2 separate regions of the Gossypium hirsutum genome follow, and region 1 is linked to region 2. Evidence: chromatin contacts called from public Hi-C data. All regions are on one chromosome and are shown on one strand. Each heading gives the region's core, a stretch centred on a gene start, on an enhancer-like site or on the middle of the called end of the contact. The rest is flanking DNA. Distances are from core to core; before and after follow the strand shown.

What was found. A called contact is a pair of places that touch in the nucleus more often than the background predicts.
Region 1: a Hi-C map of hypocotyl shows a contact between it and region 2, with 2.5 times the contacts expected there. The contact joins the promoter of LOC107891989 here to the promoter of LOC107891887 in region 2. A contact is called at or near these places in 3 of 34 Hi-C or Micro-C datasets (hypocotyl and leaf).

The regions. Positions count from the first base shown.
Region 1 is chrA11:98,826,961-98,834,209 of Gossypium_hirsutum_v2.1, forward strand. It overlaps LOC107891989 (vesicle-associated protein 2-2), which reads left to right and starts at 3,728. Exons shown (of 9, transcript XM_016816943.2): 1 at 3,728-4,022; 2 at 4,665-4,745; 3 at 5,243-5,313; 4 at 5,427-5,508; 5 at 6,058-6,173; 6 at 6,255-6,407; 7 at 6,580-7,059; 8 at 7,169-7,246. The coding sequence starts at 4,697.
Region 2 is chrA11:98,671,360-98,678,035 of Gossypium_hirsutum_v2.1, forward strand. LOC107891887 (beta-hexosaminidase 2) reads left to right here and starts at 5,133. Exons shown (of 2, transcript XM_016816814.2): 1 at 5,133-6,134. The coding sequence starts at 5,315.

The sequences.
Region 1 (7,249 bases), core at 2,478-4,977, 150 kb after region 2:
CTAGCATGAATAAGGCAATTAGAGAAGGAAGAAAACAAGATTTATATTTAGGTTGAGGGAGTTGGCCAAAGACAATCCCATTGATGAAGTACTTGCACAAATAACGAATATAAATATAGCTTTAAATATTGGAGCAGACAAAGAAGAAATTTTTTGGGAGTAAAAGGCGAGGGTAAACTAGCTTAAAATGGCAGATTGAAATACATCTTTTTTCCATAAGGTGGCAAATGGTCGTAAGAGGAAAAACACAATCAGGGGTATTAACGACGTCAATGGAAGATGGATGGAAGGAGAGATTGAGCTCATTGATGTTGCTTCCAAATTCTTTAAAGAACTGTTCACGACAAAAACAGTAGGCCAATGTGATAGGATTTTCGAGAATGTCCAACCTTGTATAACTGGAGCTCTAAATGAGGAACTGATGGTTGATTTTCAAAAAAAAAAAAAAAGAAGTTCTTGAAGCAGTGAAATTAATGCCAACTCTTAAAGCATCAGGTAAGGATGGCTTTACTATTTTTTTTCTTTCAAAAATATTGGCAGGATATAGGGGATGATATTTGTAGATACTGTCTGGTTGTGTTAAAATGAAGTAAGGATATACAAGAAATCAATAGAACAAATATTATTTTAATCCCTAAGACAAGCTCACCAAATAATGCGAGTCAATTTAGACCAATCAGCCTGTGCAATGTGATTTTTAAAATTATATCAAAGATGCTGTAAATAGATTTAGGAAGGTATTGGATATATATATACAATGCCAATGTTCCAGACGTGGTCTTACATGTAATAAAACATTGATGCCACTGTCCCAGACAGGGTCTTACACGAAATCAGATACGATGCCAATGTCCTAGGCATGGTCTTACACGTAAAACAGAAGTCGATGTCAAGGTCCCAGATGTGGTCTTACATGATAACACATATCAGAATCTTATGTCATGACATATGTATCCTAACTATTCCTAGGATTCGTATGATACTTTTCAGACGTCGGAACTTTGTCGATACTTTCTCAAATAACAAATATTTAGCTCAAACATTCATTCATCACAATTCAATATCATATGAATAATAAGAATTCAATTCAGACACGTTTATTGTATATTGACTTACCTCGTACGAATTTAGATAGACTAAATCGGCTACTCGACGACTTTCGACTTTCCCCGATCTAATTCTGTATTCTTTAATTCTCGATCTATATAAATTCAAATTTAACTCATTCACTTTCATGTTCATTCAAATAAATCTGCAAACACATATTTAGGGCAATTTGCAAACTAGCGCTTACATTTTCAAGTTTTGACACTTTAGTCCCTAATTCACAAAATCACAAAATACACATAATATGCATATACTCATGCTTGACCAAATATTCATAGCACTCATACAAGTCCACACATTTCATTTATTTCATATTTTAGTCCTTCAATTCATAAATTTCACAATTTAGCCCATTTTACTCAAAATTATAAAAAATCCAAAGACAAAAGATATTAACCCAACATTAAACTTTCATATTTCATCATTTAACAACATAAAACTCATGAATTCATCCATGGCACATTTCAAAATTATCATCAAAATTAGAAATTGAGGCATGAGCTTAGTAAAACACAAAGCAGCGATCACAAAAACGTAAAAATTATCAAAAACAGATTAAAACACATACCTTAATCAAAGATTTCCTTAGCCGAACCCTAGTGTTCTTTTTCTTTTCTTTTGTTCATCAATTTTCGGCAAAAAATGGATATTAATGGCCATTTTCATGCTTTTGGTTTTATTTTAATTATCATATTAACTAAATTCCCATTTTACCCTTTGTTATAAAACTAATAAATAAATAAACACAAGGCCATTAGTGTCCATTAACCATGTAAATGGCATATTAACCACATAAGGACCTCTCAAATAATAAGCGAAATCAAATAGGCACTTTTAACATATAAAAGATAACTTTTACATTTTATGCGATTAGGTCCTTTTATCAAATTGAGCATACCAACAATTAAATTTTCATACGAAACTTTCACACATGCTAATTCATATATCATAAGCACAAAAAATAATATTTAAATATTTTTTAACTCGAATTTGTGGTCTGGAAACTACTATTCCGACTAAGGTTTAAACCAAACTGTTACATTATAGATAATATATTAGTAACTTATAAAATCCTACATTCATTTAAAAAGACAAAAATAAGAATAACTTGATCATTTGCTTAAAACTTGACATAAGTAAGGCGTATGCAGGGGCGACGCTGGGGTGGCTGGCATGGGCCCTGCCCCCCTAAAATGTAAAATTTTATTTTAGGCTCTTAAAATTTTTTAAAAATTTTAAATTAGTAAAGGTAAAATTACACTTTGACCCTCTAAAATTATAAAAATTTGATTTAATCCTTTATAAATTATAAAGATATAAATTATAAAAAATTAAAATTTCATCTGACTCCCCTAAAAAATTTTTCTGGCATCGTCCTGAGGGTATGTCAAGAAAAGATGATGGAAAAAATGGGTTTATGTAATGGTTGAGTAAATTTAATTATGAAATGTGTCACTACAGTGACATATTCGACGGTTTTGAAGGGGATACAAGGTGGAGATTTTAAGCCTAGTAGGAGATTGAGACAGGGCGACCCCTTATGCCCTTATTTATTATTTGCGCACAAGGATTTTCCAATCTTATTATAATGGAGGAGGCGTCAACACCAGTTGAAGAGATTGTTAATAATTAAAGGATTGGAATCGAATGTGACTGTTCTTAAAAGGTAAGGACTGAATCAAAAAAATGGGTGAGTTTAGTTTCCGAAAGAACTCAATTGGAAGCAGAGGGCTAGATATTTTAAAGGTCTATTTCCCCAAAAGGGGTGCGAAGCATTAGCCTCTGTCTTTGATGCGATAATGGAGATTGAACGGTTTGGAGGAGACGAACGACACTGTTGTCTTTAGGTTTTGTTTTGATTGTTTTTTATTTTGTTGTTTTTATTTTTTATTTTTTATTTTTTATGGGTACACCGTTTGGTGGCCCTTTTGCTGGTGGACAGCTAGTTTACTTTCTTGGCTTTGTAACTGTTCGTTTTTGCATTTATTAATTGCATTAGTTAATTATTTCAGAAAAAGCACTTTTTACCTTTTAAGAAAATATATTTTTTCGACTAAGAATTTTGGAATTGGGTTAAGCTCGCCAAATCTGAAAAAAACCAGAGGTTATTTGTATCTGTTAAATAAATTTAATCATTAATTTTTAATCCAATCAATTTTACTATGAATTTAGTTTCAATTAAATAAATTATTAAAATTATCATAATAATTTAAAAAAATAAAAATTATAAAATTGATTTAATCATTGGCTCAACAAAGTCAATTATTTTTTTTTCTTTTGCTCTATATTTATGTATTGTCGGTATATATTAAACAGTCTTTATTCTAATTAGTCAGTTCGATTTTAACAACTTTATTTACAACAATGTCTAAATCCCAAAAATTTAAATATATTTTAGAAAAAAATTATAAAAAAAATTAGAAATTTCACACAATAAAATAACAATATAAAGTAGGAAAATGATAAGGAAAGGAAATCGAAGGTTAAACCGAGGCAAGGCCCAAAAGGCAAGAAGTAAAACAAAACGGAGTGGGTTAGTGAAGGAAACGGCGGGTACAACTAACGCTCCAGCCTTTTGGTTTTCTATTTAAAAGCTTTGCTACCTTTTTATGCTTGTCTTTCACTTCCCAACTTCATAGCTTTTTTTTTTTCTTCGCCACTCCCCATTTCACCTCTCCCACCACCAAACCCCAAACAACTCTCTCTCTCTCTCTCTCTCTCTCTCTCTCTCTCAGGCAATTTCTGGGACTATCCGCTTTGTTTTCTTTATTTTTATTATTATTATATTTTTATTCTAGAATTTTATATTCTATTTAAATTCTTCACTTTCACGCTATAAATCCGCTCTCCGTTTCTCTCCCTTTCCCCTTCCTCTCTCTCTTTTCTCTTTGCCACAGATTCCTTCGCTGATACCGGTAAGCTTTCCCACTTCCGATTTCCACAAAAACGTTGTCGTTTTCTTCTCTAGTCTTTTCTTTTTGCTCTGAATTTCATGCTCTGTGGAAACTCGAGACCTGGAAAACGATGTTGTTTGACTGGTTTTTTTGGCGAGCTTTGATAATCGTATTTAAAAGAAGATGATAAGATGTCGGTGCCATGACGTTATTCTCGTTTCTCTTGAGTTGAAACTCGAGTCAGTACTGAGTTTGTCTGAGCTCAAATTTTTCGCTGCTTAACTTTGAGATCTTAGTGATGTATTTTGTTGTTGTTGTTCTGAATCAAAAGGAAAATGATCCGAGTTGAAGCGAGTCATTATTGCGATTTTGCTTTGAGAATTTTAAAACATATTCTGCTCTTTTTTTTCTACTTTGATTTCAAAACTTCGTCTCCTCGAACCCGAATCATCTCTTATTTTGAATCCAAACAGAGTTGTTTTGAGTCTGATCCGAGTCAAAGCGCGTCACAACTCGATTTAGTGTCGACTTCACCTTCTTCTTCTTTTTAAAATTATACCTTCATATTTATTCTAAATTCGGATATTTTGCAAAATGAAAAAGAAAGCCTCATCATTTCATTTGGATCATATTGCTGATTAGTTTGATAATTACTATGCGCAGATTAAGGTTTGGTGACTAAGTGAGGAAGGAAAATGAACACGCAACTTTTGGAGATTGAGCCAAAGGAACTTAAATTCGAATGTGAGTACATAATTACTTGATTGCCCCTTCTGTTTTTGCTGCGTAAAGTATTTTTATAATAAATTAGATAAAGTAACTTTTCATTCTTTAATCTTTTCTATTATAAGAAAATATTATCTGTTATTTAGAATTATTTTCTTTGTTTGGTCACTAAATACGCGGATGAAACAAGGAGTTGTTTAAACCTGTTTGTTTTAACGCTTCTTTTTCTGAAAAATAAAATATTAAAATATGGTAGTAAGCAAAATTTGTGCTTATTCTTTGAATCTAGCATATTAGATCTGAATATTAATGATTTTAATATTTTTCCGCCCTCATTCTGCAACCTTATTGTGAAAAAGATGCTAAAAAGAATTAAGGCTTCATTTCTTTTTTGTAGCATTTATGTTTATTTTTGTGGGTTTGTGGTGAAAAAACTGGAGGGGTTAATATATTCATAATTTCTTTATCTCCGATATTTATTTATTTCTGATTTAAATTTATTTTTTGTTTGTTAGTTATATTGAAGAAGCAAAGCTCCTGCTCGATTACGCTTACAAATAAAACTAACCAATATGTTGCTTTCAAGGTCTGAGCTCTTATCCTTTAAAAAAAAATTGAAATTTGAAAGGTTTATTTCGTGGGATAGAATATTTTAGAATGCTGGATTCCAATGTAATTGAAGCAAAGATATCTGTACAGGTTAAAACTACATCTCCGAAGAAATACTGTGTACGGCCTAATGTTGGCATCATTATGCCAAAATCAGCTTGTGGTTTTACAGGTAAGGAGTTTCTGTACTTAATTTATTTTATGATTCATGCTATGTGCACGTAACAAATGAATGTGAAAGCTTAAGTGGCTTTTAATCTAATAATGGCTCACGACTAATGATATAAGTATATTAAGATCAAGTTATCATTACAAGTTATGGGGTCACTTGGCTGAGGGACCCTAGATGTTTTCCAATTATTTTGCCGTCTGAGAAAGGCAAAGATTGGGATTTGATAAGGGTTTACTTTTTCAGCTTTTCATGTGCTTTAAATGCCTGGGCATTTCGTCTGTATCAGCCAGTTGCTTTTCAGTTTGATAATTCATGATTAATTTGCTGAGATTGCAAATCCTGTGAGGCAACAAAAAGTAAAGAATATTAAACACTTTTGACGAATGATAATCTGATAATCTTCACCTTTAGGACAATCTGCCATTTGATGTCCCACGATGCTACTTACATATAAAATACAATCCTGAATTTCTCATATGATGTTCTTTGTCAAATTTCTACCCTGTCCTATACTATATATATTCTCACCATTGTTCTTTTTTCGTTTAGTTACCATGCAAGCTCAGGAGGAAGCCCCTCCTGATATGATATGTAGAGATAAGTTCTTAATCCAAAGCACAGTTGTCCCAGTAGGAACAACTGATGAAGACATTACATCTGCCACAGTAAGTGATTTTCTGCCCTCCTTGTGCTTTATTTGATAATATTAATTAGTCAGTGGCTTTCGCTCATTGTGTGCTTGACAGTTTGTCAAGGACAGTGGAAGACATATTGAAGAGAACAAGCTTAAGGTTGCCCTTGTCAGCCCTTCTGATTCGCCAGTGCTATCACCAATTAATGGGACAATGAATCAGGGAATGGATTATGATAGAGTTGAGACTTTTGCAACACTTCCAACGGTTAGATCAACGTCATCTATTTTTGTAGCCCTTAAAATTCGATTTACTTCAACTCTTAACTTATATGATTAGTATTCTTTATAATCTGAAAGGAATTTTTTGTTTGAATATGAGATTTAAAAACAAACTTCAAGTATATTAATGAAGCTTATACATTTAAGCTCTGTGTCAGGTTGTGACGATTGAGGAATCAAAGATGAGAAATACTGAGGATTTGAAGCCAACAAAGGATGCAGAGTGGAATTCAAGGAAAGATATGTTATATGAGGAGAAATTAAAACCAAAGAAGGATGCAGAGCTGAAGCCCATGAATGATATATTTGGTGACAATTTAAATATAATAAAAGACACTGAACTGAAGCCAAAGACGGATGCAGAGCTGAAGCCAATGAATGATATTTTTGGTGACAATTTAAATATAATAAAAGACACTGAACTGAAGCCAAAGAATAATTCTTTCAATAGCAAGGAGTTAAAGCCGGTGAAAGATGAGGAATCAAAGCCAATGGAGGATATTCTAGAGACCGAGGAATTGAAGCCTGTGAAGGATTACAAGGTGAAAACATTGAAGACTGATGAGGATCTTAAGTTTGCCAAAGATATGGAGGAAATGAAATCAAAATTAAGTGACCTTGAATCAAAGCTAGGCAAGGTAAGTTAACAAGGCTTGATAATGACGGTTAAAAAAAGGTCATGTTATGTTTTGCTGTCATTTAATTCGAATCCGTTTTCAATAACACTAGTAGTCATTTCCGTTTCAGGCTGAAGCAACCATTTCAAAACTGACAGAGGAGAGGAGGTTAACTGTTCAAGAGAGGAAGACCTTACAAGAGGAACTGGTA
Region 2 (6,676 bases), core at 3,883-6,382:
ACAGACGATCCAGGGATGAGATCTGATCCTTCTTAATCTTTTTAACAAGTTCCAAGTGTTGCACCTCTCATTTAAAAAGGGGTTGCCATAGAAGCCTGTAAAATTCCATTCTACGCCATCCTACTTTTCTTTAATCAGGCTATCAGTGTGAGTTTTTGAGCTGCTAATTATTGTTACCTTTATGTCCTGTTTCCATGCCAATGATAAGTCACCTTTCGAACCTTCTGCTTGCACATCGAAACCATACATATACCCATATCTCCTTCTAATCTTTTTCATTCTCGTAGCATTCACTTTTGTCTCCATAATGAAGACCAATTGGGGATTGTATTGCTTCAGTAAAAATCAAAATTGTTTAATTGCTCGAGGACTCCCCAATCCTCAAACATTCCAGCTTATTATTTTCATTGGCTCCAGTCGGCTTGCCTATTGGCAGCTGCTGATCCAACAAATGGAGGTACCATCATTTTTTCTCCTATTTCCTCTAGGATAGAAGAATTATTCTCATTAAAATTCATTTTAAGCTTTTTGTGGGTTTTAGCATCATCGTTCAAATTTCCACGTATTTCCACCTCAGATGTAGAGCTTTTCCTCTTGCAACTAGTAGATTCCATTTGAACATATTCAATTTTCCTTATTCTTCCTTTGCGCGTCCATCTCGATTTTTTGTGGTTTCCTAGGAAGCCCATCTCAGTTGTATTGACATTTATACCATTATTTACTATATCCTCCCCGCCTATAAATTCTGTAAAACTAGAGGTAGTATCAGTGCCTCTAGCTTCTACTCCTTGTTTCGTATTTATCGCCTTTACCTCTTCACAAATCTTTTCAGTGGTTAATTCTGCATGTATCTTATTCCCCAGCTTCACCTTTGCACTTGTGTCATAAACTTCTTTTAATATATCCAGAGAAGAAGTCCTTTCGTCGTCCTCCCCTGTATATATACATTGCTCCGTGGATTTCTTCTCTATCGTGCCCAGTTGCAAACTCTCTCTTCTCATTAATTTTGACTCGGCTTTCAGTGCTATTGAGTAGGGTAGATCTCTGTCTCCTAAAAATTTCCCCTGTTTAATCGTATCAGTACAGTCTTTTACTATATGGCTCATTATTCCACAGCCAAAACAAAAATTTGGTAGGGATTCGTATTTAAAAGAAAGTCAAACTCTTCTTGTAGCCCCTACAACAATAAAAATACCTCTTCGAAAGGGTTTTCTAGCATCCAATAGAATTTGTATTCTGCATATTTCTCCCTTTATATCCGAATGTAAAATACCTCCAAAAGCTGATCCTATCGCATGCATCAGGTCCTTTGGACCACGTTCTGGAGGACACGGGCTGATTCTTAACCAAAAAGGAGAAAAGATCAATTTTAACTTACTTCTTTCTATCGCCTCTGTCAACCTCTCAAAAATAATTAACTGTCTTCTAAATAACCAAGGTCTGCCATTCATGGTCATCTCCAAATCATCTTCATCGTCAAATGAGATCTGGAACAGATTCTGACCTACCATATAAATGTCAAAATTTCTTTTTGTTTTCCATATACTTTTAATTTGCACACGAAACCCATCAGGATTATAAGTCTTTCGTGTCCACACCGAGCACAATAGAGAAGATTTGCCCCTTGGTGTGGCCAATGAACTCTTAACTGTCAATTGAACTAGTTCGTCTGCAAGAATAGAAATCTCCTCACCTGCCATAACGGCCAAAGGTCACCGCCCCACTCCACCCCAACCACAGCGGCACCTGTTTATTTGGAGAACTAAGAGAGAGCACTCTTGACCTAATTTAAAACAGTTTTAATGATAATTTTTTATTAGAAATGTGTAATTTCAATTATTTATTTTATATAAAAATATAAGTACTTTTTATTGAATATAACTAAAATTATTTATATTAAAAAATTTAAATCCTCGCAAACTAGGATAAATAATCTGGGTTTTTGTTAATGAACTCAAATAATCCAGATACATGGAAGTAATTTGGTTAAAATATGTCATAAGTTCTCTACTCTTTGTAAATTTGAAACTTAGTCTATTTATTTTTGTATAGAGACCCTTGTATTAAGAGTCGATTGCATATTTGCCCTCACCTCAAAAATGGGTAAATAAGTCCCTATATATTAGATCAAAAAGCAAATTAATTATTTCTGTTAAAAATTTCATTCATCTCTACTGTTAAAAACTTCAATTATCTCTATTGTTAAAAACTGGTGTGGCTAACAAAATAATCAGATAGTGACACATCGCATGCCGCACATATCTCATGCTGATATATAGAGACGAGTTTTTTAACAACAAAAATGGATTATTTTTTTAACAAAATGATCAATTTGCTCTTTGATCTAATGTATAAGGATTAATTTGCTCATTTTTTATGTAGATTGGGCAAAATGCAACCTGGCTCTTAGTGTAAGGGACCTCCATGGTGTTTTTACTATCCATCTACTTTTCAAATTTTAAAATATAAATCCAACTGTTAATACTATTTAATTTTTTTGTTAAATTCAGATTCATGATAATGTTATTTTTTACTTATATGAGTACTTTTTTTCATTTCAAAATATCACAACCATAAATTTAGCAAACAAAAATTTAATAATATTAATAATTGAAATTAAAATTTAAAATTTAAAATTTAAAAAGCTATGGCATATTTTAAGGATATAATTTCATCGTTGAAAACCAAGCAGGAATCTGCAGTTCTACCATATACAGGTATTACAGCCAAAACAAGCGACGAAAGCATAGGAAAACACTAATGCACTAAGATTCAGCACCCAACTTTGGCATCGGATGAATCCATAAGTTTGTTTTGTAACATTGGACTGACAGTTCATTATTGTATGAGCCTTTTAATTTACTTGTTTTAGTGGATCTTCATTATCCAGGAAGGTTAACCTAAATTATACCATAGATGGAAGGTCAAATTCTTAGAAGGCCCTTGTACTATGTTTTTCTTGGCAAATTTAGTTTCTCCATTATAATATTATCACTTGTGTCCTTTGCTTTTTCAAGTGTCTTGCAATCAAAAATTTCCCTTAATTCCATCAAATTACAATATATATATATTAGCCCTCTATTTGATTTTTTACCTCTTTTAACTCTTGAATTTGCACTGTCTGTCAAATTATCTAAAATAGATAGAAAAATTAATATTTGTTAATTTTGTTGATGTGACATGCACATGAATTGCCATGTACGTTAGCAATTAAATTTTTTCAAAATAGTATAAAAATTATAAAATGTTTTAGAAAATTAATTAATTATTAATACGACATACACGTGGATGCCACATTAACAAAGTTAACAAACATTAACTTTTATATATATTTTGGAGTGATTTGACAAATAGTGTAAATTTAAGAGTTAAAAGAGATAAAAAAAATTAAATGAAGAACTAAAATAATTTTTTTTATAAAGTTAGAAGGCCAAATAAGTTATTATATCAAAAGAGTTGTAAATTTTTTAAATATATTATTTGATGAAATGATTAGAAAATAGTTGACCTCATATAATTGCAGACAATTGGCAAAGGTAGAAACAAATAAGGAGAGCAAGTGCAGTTGCTGTCTATGTCCACTGGGGGAATCAAGAAGACACTGCAGGACATGCGAAGACGTTAAGTTTGGTGTGTTTAAAAATGAGAAGATTTTGGAAGTTAAGATCATAATTTCCTGCTCATTTATAAAAGAAAATAGCAGAGCCGGCCATGGGATTCCAATAATCATTGACAAATGGCAAAACCGGCTTCTATTTGGTGACTTTAGCCATGGAAAAAACCTACTCCACATTGTACCTTTTAAGGTAAATTAATACTACTTTGAAAGCTAAGGAAGTAATTGAATGTTAGGAATTAAAAGCAATAATCACTTAGTATCGATTTCATTTTGAAAAATTCATTTTCGGAATGTGAAAAAGTATTGTAAAATTAAAATATTTCTTTTAGAGAAATTACAAATAAATTAAATTAGATAATATTTAATATAAATATACATAAAAATATATATTTTAAGGGTGAGTACTTGGTACCCTAATAATAAACTTAAAAATTTGTTATGTGTCTCTTTCTTTTAACATATATAACTACGTCATTTTATCCCTGACAATGCACCAAATATTTTTTTTCATATTTTAAATATAATAATAAATGATATTTAAAGAATTTAATACAACAATACATAAAATATAAATTAATCTAAATTTTTAAATCTGTTTTAAATATTTAATACAAATAAGGTATTTTGATAATTTATACTTTATAGGCAAAAAATCAAAAATATCAAAACTCCGAACTTTTAGGTTTGGAGTGAAAAAAATATTTTTTAACGTATTTTTACCCTTAAACGTCAAGTGGGATTATTTTTGGGTTGGGTGAAAAAACATTGTTTCACCCCCAAAAGCAATTCCGAATGTTTTTAGAGCAATTAAGTGAAGACAGTTAAGGGGCTCATGTATTGTCGTTTTAGAAGAATATTAGACCAAAAAATAAATGGTAAATTATATCTAAGGTTTCTAAATTATTAATAAATTTACGTTTTGTTCACTTAACTTTAAAATGTTATAAAATAATCATTGAATTATAGTCATTCACCTATTTCAAAGTTTTATTTAATTTATTAGGCTATTAAGTTTTTTTAACAAATAAAGTTCAGCTACCAAGCTCTAAGTGAGGATTTGAAGATTGGTACGGTGAATCAATACCCATTGACAAGTAGAATATGCATTAGATATAAGTCAATTTGACAATTAATGTTAAAGATCAAAGAAAAAACTATTTTAATTTTAATTCGTAGATTCGTGATGTTTAAAGTTGTTTCATTAAAAAAAAACCGAACTATAAAGAGGAGGTGAAGGAGAGCTTTTAATTGGTCATACAATAACTATTTTAACAATCGAATAAGTTCAATGAAACTTTCAAATAGTTTAGTGATATTTTATAATTTTTAGAAATGATATTGTTTACCTATATTCAGAACAAAATTGAGGTATTACAAATGGGTTTTCGTTGATTTCAAAATTAGTATGCTGGCTGAGAAAATTACCTTTAACGATGAGTTTGCTTGATAATGACTACAGTTTGGTTTACAAAAATGTCTCTTCTGCACATTTTTTCCTTTTTTTTTCCCTATAACACAGAGACAATAGAAAAGTGAAGTCTTTGGCATAGAAAAGTCAAATAAAAAATTCCAAACGGAAAGGAAACAGAGTAACAGTGCTATAAAGAAGAGTGATTTGCACAGCATACCAGTGCATTGAACGGTCCTTTAACTCTCAACCACAAAACCTTAAAGGGGGGAAAAGAACCAATTGAAATGAGAATTTGTGGAGGAAAAAGGTCAATGTTCCAAGTTTCTGTTCCTCCCATCTCATTACTTGCCACCATAATCTGCCTAACATTACCTTTTCTACCACCAACCTTATCCCTACAATCTGCAGTGAATGTTTGGCCTAAACCAAGGCTGGTTTCATGGCCAAAACCACTTGCCAGATCCCTTTCTACAAACTTCACCATCAATTCTCCTTACCATCAAAACCTCCAACCGGCTATCAGCCGTTACCTCCGCCTCAGCCGGACCGAGCACCACCATCCCCTTATCACCCCTTCCGTAAACGTTTCCACCTCATCCCCTCCTCTGCAAACTCTTTCCATCGATATATCAGATCTCGCAGCATCCCTTCAACATGGGGTCAATGAGACCTACTCCCTCTCCATTTCTGAAGTAGGTGAAACAGCCTATTTGACAGCCGAAACCGCATGGGGTGCGATGAGGGGTTTAGAGACGTTTTCGCAGTTGGTATGGGGCAATCCATCGGTTGTCCCCGTTGGCTTGTATATCTGGGATGCTCCCTTGTTTGCACACAGGGGAGTCATGTTGGATACATCAAGGAATTATTATGGGGTTGAGGACATATTAAGGACTATTGAAGCAATGAGTGCTAACAAGCTTAATGTATTCCATTGGCATGTTACTGATTCGCATTCATTTCCTCTGATGGTGCCTTCGGAGCCTGAGCTTGCAGCCAAGGGAGCTTATGGACCTGACATGATATATTCTCCCTCAGATGTGGCTAAGATTGTTCAGTTTGGGTTGGAACATGGGGTCAGAGTCCTACCGGAAATCGATTCACCAGGTAAGCTTTTTATAAGTAAATTTCTGGAATTTCCCCACCATTCATGATAGTCATTATTGCAGCTCTTGACATATATATCAAGAGGGTCCTTTGATATGTTGTCATCAATTATTAATGATACGCGTCATTTATTAACTGTATAGTTTTGAAATTTATACAATTCACTTAATAAAAGTATTATAGAGGCCTTTGTATTAAATGTCATATTATATTTTGCTCATCTAATAAAAAATAAATAAATTAGCTTATATATGTCACTATATAATTATTTTGTCAATTATATTAATTTTTAATTATAGAAATAAATAAAATGTTGACAAAAAAAAACTTGATCTAATGTATTTTTTGAGTAGAGTGGCCTATATTTTTACCCCCATTGGCTTTATCCCACTATATCTACCGCATTCAATTGTAACCGTTCGTGGTCCCTCACTAGAAAACATGCACATGGACATGACCCACCATACTTTACACATGTCACTAAGAGACAAACCAATACGGGAAAGCTTTATTTAAGAAACCATGATTCCTTTCCATATCAA